2 separate regions of the Mus musculus genome follow, and region 1 is linked to region 2. The links are chromatin contacts, called in public promoter capture Hi-C maps. All regions are on one chromosome and are shown on one strand. The core of a region is the stretch at or near the end of the contact, and the rest is flanking DNA. Distances in the headings are between cores, read along the strand shown. Region 1 holds the start of Cyp2a12 (cytochrome P450, family 2, subfamily a, polypeptide 12). Region 2 holds the start of Cyp2b10 (cytochrome P450, family 2, subfamily b, polypeptide 10).

The links. Promoter capture Hi-C pulls out the DNA fragments that hold promoters and counts their contacts.
Region 1: a promoter capture Hi-C map of liver shows a contact between it and region 2, with 8 times the contacts expected there. The contact joins the promoter of Cyp2a12 here to the promoter of Cyp2b10 in region 2. A contact is called at or near these places in 2 of 39 promoter capture datasets (hippocampal neurons and liver).

The regions. Positions count from the first base shown.
Region 1 is chr7:27,027,789-27,030,495 of GRCm38.p6, reverse strand. Cyp2a12 (cytochrome P450, family 2, subfamily a, polypeptide 12) reads right to left here and starts at 1,406. Exons shown (of 9, transcript NM_133657.1): 1 at 1,214-1,406; 2 at 772-934. The coding sequence starts at 1,390.
Region 2 is chr7:25,896,285-25,898,984 of GRCm38.p6, reverse strand. It overlaps Cyp2b10 (cytochrome P450, family 2, subfamily b, polypeptide 10), which reads right to left and starts at 1,327. Exons shown (of 9, transcript NM_009999.4): 1 at 1,130-1,327. The coding sequence starts at 1,300.

The DNA of each region.
Region 1 (2,707 bases), core at 157-2,656, 1.1 Mb before region 2:
AAGGCAGGGAGACTAGTCCTCAATATTTTAGCTGGACCAATTCCATCACGCCTCTTGATGCTGGTTAGCTGCTCTGGGTCCCTGAAATGGCTAAATCAACCAATATTTAGCATTTTCTGAAAACAGCAAATCCCCACTAAAGCAAGGACTGCCTACATAAAAACATACCCGGTTGTTGAGGTTTTGTCTTTTACTGTTTATTGTATTGTGCTAGTCTCTAAGATTTGAAGTCTGCACTTAGCCTGAGGGACTCTGCCCTAGTCAATTTTGATTGATAAATAAAGATGCCAGCAGCCAATAGTTAGGGGAAGCGACATAGGCAGGGTTTAGGTTTACTGGGCTAGAGACCTTGAAAGGAGAATGGGACTGAGGAGCCTTGGTGGAAGCCATGGAAGAAGAAGAAGCAGAAAGGAGGAAGCACTTAGAATTCTTGGGACTCCTCAGAGGTTATATAAATGCTAGGGCCCCAAGAGGAGGGTTTTGGTTGTTGGTTGGTTGCTGTTGGTTGTGGTTTGTTAAATAGTCTGTGCGAAGAAACAACAGCAAGAAGAAATTAGATATCCTGACTGTGAAGATTAAACTTGCCCTAAGGAACTCATCACTCCTAATCAGCAGGAAGTAGTCTAACAATTTTGTTCCCATTTGCCTCTCTTTTTGTCTCCTATCTAGTGTTAGGAGGTTAAAAGGCAAAGAGGGTGAAGGGTGGACGAAAGAAGAACCCACAAAGTAGCAAAAGTCTGTCTACAATCCCAGATTTCAGATCCTCCTTACCATAGCCTTTGAAGAGTGTATTAAAGGTGGCCTGTTCGCCTCGTCCACTGAACTCCTCAGCGTGGTCCACCAAAGCCTCTTTGACTGCATCGTATCCATAAAGCACCACAACCCGGCGAGGCCCAAGGTGGATGGTGAACACAGGGCCATAGTGCTCTTGGAGCTGATGTGGGGGAAATGGGGGCTGTTAGAGGACTTATTCACTTAACTGGACCAGTACACAGAAGTCAGATTATGTGATATTTTACAAACAAATTCTTGAAAAACAAACAAATAAGCAAGCAAACAACAAACCAAAGACTTGAAATAGCTCCACAGCCTTCTAAACCCCACTAATAAGAGACTTTGGATTATTTTGTGAATTTTCTGACACAAAACGTCTGAAATCACACAGACTCTTGTCTGTGTCCCATGTCCCATCCATCCCTTCATCCAATGATACCTGTGTGATGGAGCTGTATACATCTTTTCTATTCAGTTGCAGGTAATTTCCAATGAAAGGCAAAGGAATGGGTCCTGGGGGCAACTTCCCCCTGATTTTCTGCTGCCAGACAGACACCAAGACCATCACACTCAGGAAGGCCAGAATGGCTAGGAGGAGCAGCCCTGAGCCCAGCATGGTGGCCAATGAGGATTGACAGACTGATAGCCAAGGCTGAGATACTACCTTTATACTCCCAGGGACAGAAGGGGCAAAAGATGGCCTTTGCTCCTATTTACCTAGTTGAGTCTTTTAGATTCCAATCCTATCTCCTAACATGGACTCTGTCTGTGTTGCAACACCCACAACATGGGCAAAGAGGAAGTCCTCTGGGTGTTAGGATTAATTTGAAATACTTAAAGCCTTGCTGGGTTGTCGTGCTCCATGGATATGATGGAGTCAAAGAGGCTCATTGCCTCCCTCCCGGTCACCCCTTCCCACAATCTCCCTCCCTCCCTCTCTCCCTCCCTCCCTTCTTTCTCTCTCTTCCAGACAGAGTTTCTCTGTGTAGCTCTGGCTATCCTAGAACTCACTCTGTAGACCAGGTTGGCCTTGAACTCACAGCGATCCCTCTGCCTCTGTCTGCTGAGCACTGGGATTAAAGGCATGCGCCACCACTGATGGGTGCACAGAGTTCTAAAAGGAGCCTCAACTTCAGGTTAGGGTGAGCAAACTTTCCTGCCTATGTATGGCTTGGAAAAGGGTAGAAAACCACAGGTATACTTTATCAGATCTTTTCACAGACTAGAGGAGAATAACTCAGAACGTTAGTGAAGGACTTATAGAAGTTTTGTGAAATAACAGCTTGAACTACCAATATTGGGAAGCCCAGTTGTCAGAAGGCTTCTAATTGGCAAAGACTCCTACTGAGTTCCCATTAAGACCCTTATGGTAGCTCACTGTGATGCAGGTGACTTCTGTAATTAGTATCCATGTTTCCCACAGGACACAGGGCCAGCATGGAGCACATTGGTGAAAGACCTTTGGGTCAAGCTCCCGAATCCCACTCTGTGGGCATCCTGTGTCTTAATTGCCATACAAGCTGTGCACAGTGGGTGCGTGTGGAGTGACAGTTCCCTTTGAAGGTGCAGAAGATGGTTTAAAGCAGCATTTCTTGGTTTTTCAGGGCCTGTTCTTAGTAGGCAGAGGGAAGATTTATGACAGAAATTTAGGTCAACTCCAGTGTGGAAAGCATAGGCTGACCCTGGAATACTGAAGATATAAGGAGAGGAGGAATAAATAACCATGCTGATCTTATTTTACTAAATTTCTTAAAAAAAATCAACATTTCTGTGTGTGGTGTCACACACCTTTAATCCCAGCATTCAGGAGGCAGAGGCAGGTTGATCTCTTAGTTCAAGGCCAGTCTGGTCTACAAAGCAAGTCTAGGATAGCCAGCGCTTGTTCCAAAGAGAAATCCTGTCTCAAAACCCAAACCGAAATATCCAACATCTA
Region 2 (2,700 bases), core at 78-2,577:
TGAGAGAAAGAGGGAAAGGAGGGGTCACAGATGACAAAGGTCCAGCATATGTGTACATTGAATTGTCAATGGATTTCTTAAAATAAATCAGGTAGGATGTTGGCTTGACCTTTCCTCACACATGGGAGGCATGTGTTTAAAACATGTGTGGCAGTGTGTGGCGACACACTTATCATTCCAGAGGCTAAGGTAGGAGAATCATGAGTTGGGAACCAACCTAAAAAATAAAAACAGGAGCCGGGCGTGGTGGCCCATGCCTTTAATCCCAGCACTCGGGAGGCAGAGGCAGGTGGATTTCTGAGTTCGAGGCCAGCCTGGTCTACAGAGTGAGTTCCAGGATAGCCAGGGCTATACAGAGAAACCCTGTCTTGAAAAACCAAAAAAATAAAAAATAAAAAAAAAATAAAAACAGGGACAGACCCCATCTCAAAAAATAAGTTAATATAACTGGATTTGCCACTAGTGCTGGGAAGGGGAGGGATCTTTTAAAAGCCAGGTGGTAACAAATACAAGGTTCAAAAGTGTGATCTCCACAGCTACGGCGAAGAACAGAGGGATGGGACTTATAGTCACTACCTCAGCTCTCTCATGAAAGGCAGGATCACGGATGCTGATTACAGATGCTGTAAGCAAGTGGTAATTAAACATGAAACACTGTGTGTGAAGCACCAATATAGACACTGATAGGTCAGTGCCAAGCCAGGGGCTGGAATAAACTGATAACACTCCTACCCACCCCTCCTCCTGTTCTGCCTCTCTTCCCCTTTGTCCTAGAACACCTCAGGCTAATCTCTTGCTGGCAGAAGCAAGCCTTCATGTTGATGCCTCTGATATTTTTCTTTCTCTTCTGGAACAGACAAGCTCCAAGGAGTGAAATTCTGCACGCTCACACCTCAACGCCTCTACGCCTCTCGAAGCCCAAGCACAAGTGCCCCCACACAACTCCAACGTAGCAAGATTTGCCTGTCTATCTGAGTACCATCCACCACAAATCAGCATCTCACCCTCCCCTCAGCAACCTTCCCACCTGAACCTACACCGTGGAAGGAGTCTCTTGCTCTTCCTGATGAGTGACCTCCGAAAACAAAAGCAGGGGGAAACCCACACTAAGACCTCATATTGTTCTCACCTGAATAAAAGACTTGAGGAGGCCTCCTCTGTCCATCTGCAAGAGGTTCCCCAAGAGGGGCAGGGGACGGGGTCCTGGTGGGAAGTTGCCACGGGACTTTGGGTGTCCCCTGGCTAAGAGTAACAAGAAGCCCACAAGGAGAGCAAGGAGGAGCAGGACACTGGGCTCCATGGTCCTGGTCTAACCAATGTTGACTTCACTCCACGCTCCAGCAGGATCTTTTATGCTGGCCCCGCCTCTCCACTCAGTTATGCAACTTCAGCTGTTCCCGCCTCCTGTCTCTCATTGTCCAGAGCGTGAGGAGCCATAGCAACTCCCTGCTTTGGCTGCTCACTCCTCATTCCCTTACCCTCACTGTAGATGTTGGCAAGGACACCATGAAACAGATACATAGGACAAAAGGGCACTGGGAGTGATGCTTCTTGTTTTATGGAGGTGGGTGTGCCCTTGTCAGCTCAGTTTTGTCTGTTCACTTACTGGGACAAGAGACTGCGGGTGTGCTGTACGCTTTTAATACCTGAAAGGTCATTTCTGAGATGAATGTACGGATGTGTATTTCTGTGTCTGAGTCTAGATGTGCTACCTAATCTATTCTTACATGTCTGGGGTGTATTTACATGTCTAATCTTAAATTATGGAGGCCTCTCTGTATGTTCTTTATGTCCTGGGTAAACGTGATTACATTTGGCTTGACAAGAGTAGTGTCCCATGATCTTTTGTTTGTCTCTGCCTGTTCATTCCCTGATCCAGGTTTTTTTAAGGTCTGCAGATATAATTTCTCCAGAGCCCCCATTTCACTCTCTGGCCCATGATAGCCATAGATGGGAGAAAAGGGAGGAGAAAAAAGGAGAGGCAAGAGAGTAGTGAGGCTCAGAAGTCAGGTGGACAGAGGCGAAACCTGGCAGAGCAGATGGAGCTCCTGGGTTTCTGGACTGGCTAGCTTTTGTGTCAACATGACACATGCTGTAGTCATTTGAGATGAGGGAACTTCAATTGAGAGAATATATCCATAAAATCACACTGAAGGCAAGCCTTTAGAGTGTTTTCTTAATCAGCGATTGGATGTTGGAGGGCCTAAGTCACCGTGGGAAATTTCATCCCTGGACTGGTGATCCTGGGTTCTATAAGAAACCAGGCTGAGCAAGCCATGATGAGTAAGCAGCATCCCTCCATGGCCTCTGCATTGCCTCCAGCTTCCTGCCTTGTGTTCCTGCCCCGACTTCCTTGGATGATAAACTATAAATTGCAAGCAAAATATATCCTTTCCTCCCCAAGTTGCCTGTAGAAGTTTTATCACAGAAATAGAGACCCTAACTCAGATTGTCTCTGACCACTGTGTCTAAGGACAAATGGTTCCACTCATCCTCCTTGTTGTTTTCACAGCACAGGAAGTTCTCTGACCTTCCCTCTTGCTAAAAGGAAATAAAAAGCTAAGAGGGAAATAGAAAGTTCTTAATTAGCCCACCAGTACAGGGGTAACATTGATCCGCTCAGAACATGTTCTATTTCGAATGCAAAAATCTGTCTCAGAAGTTCATGTTTCAACACTATACCTAACTGATATTATTTGG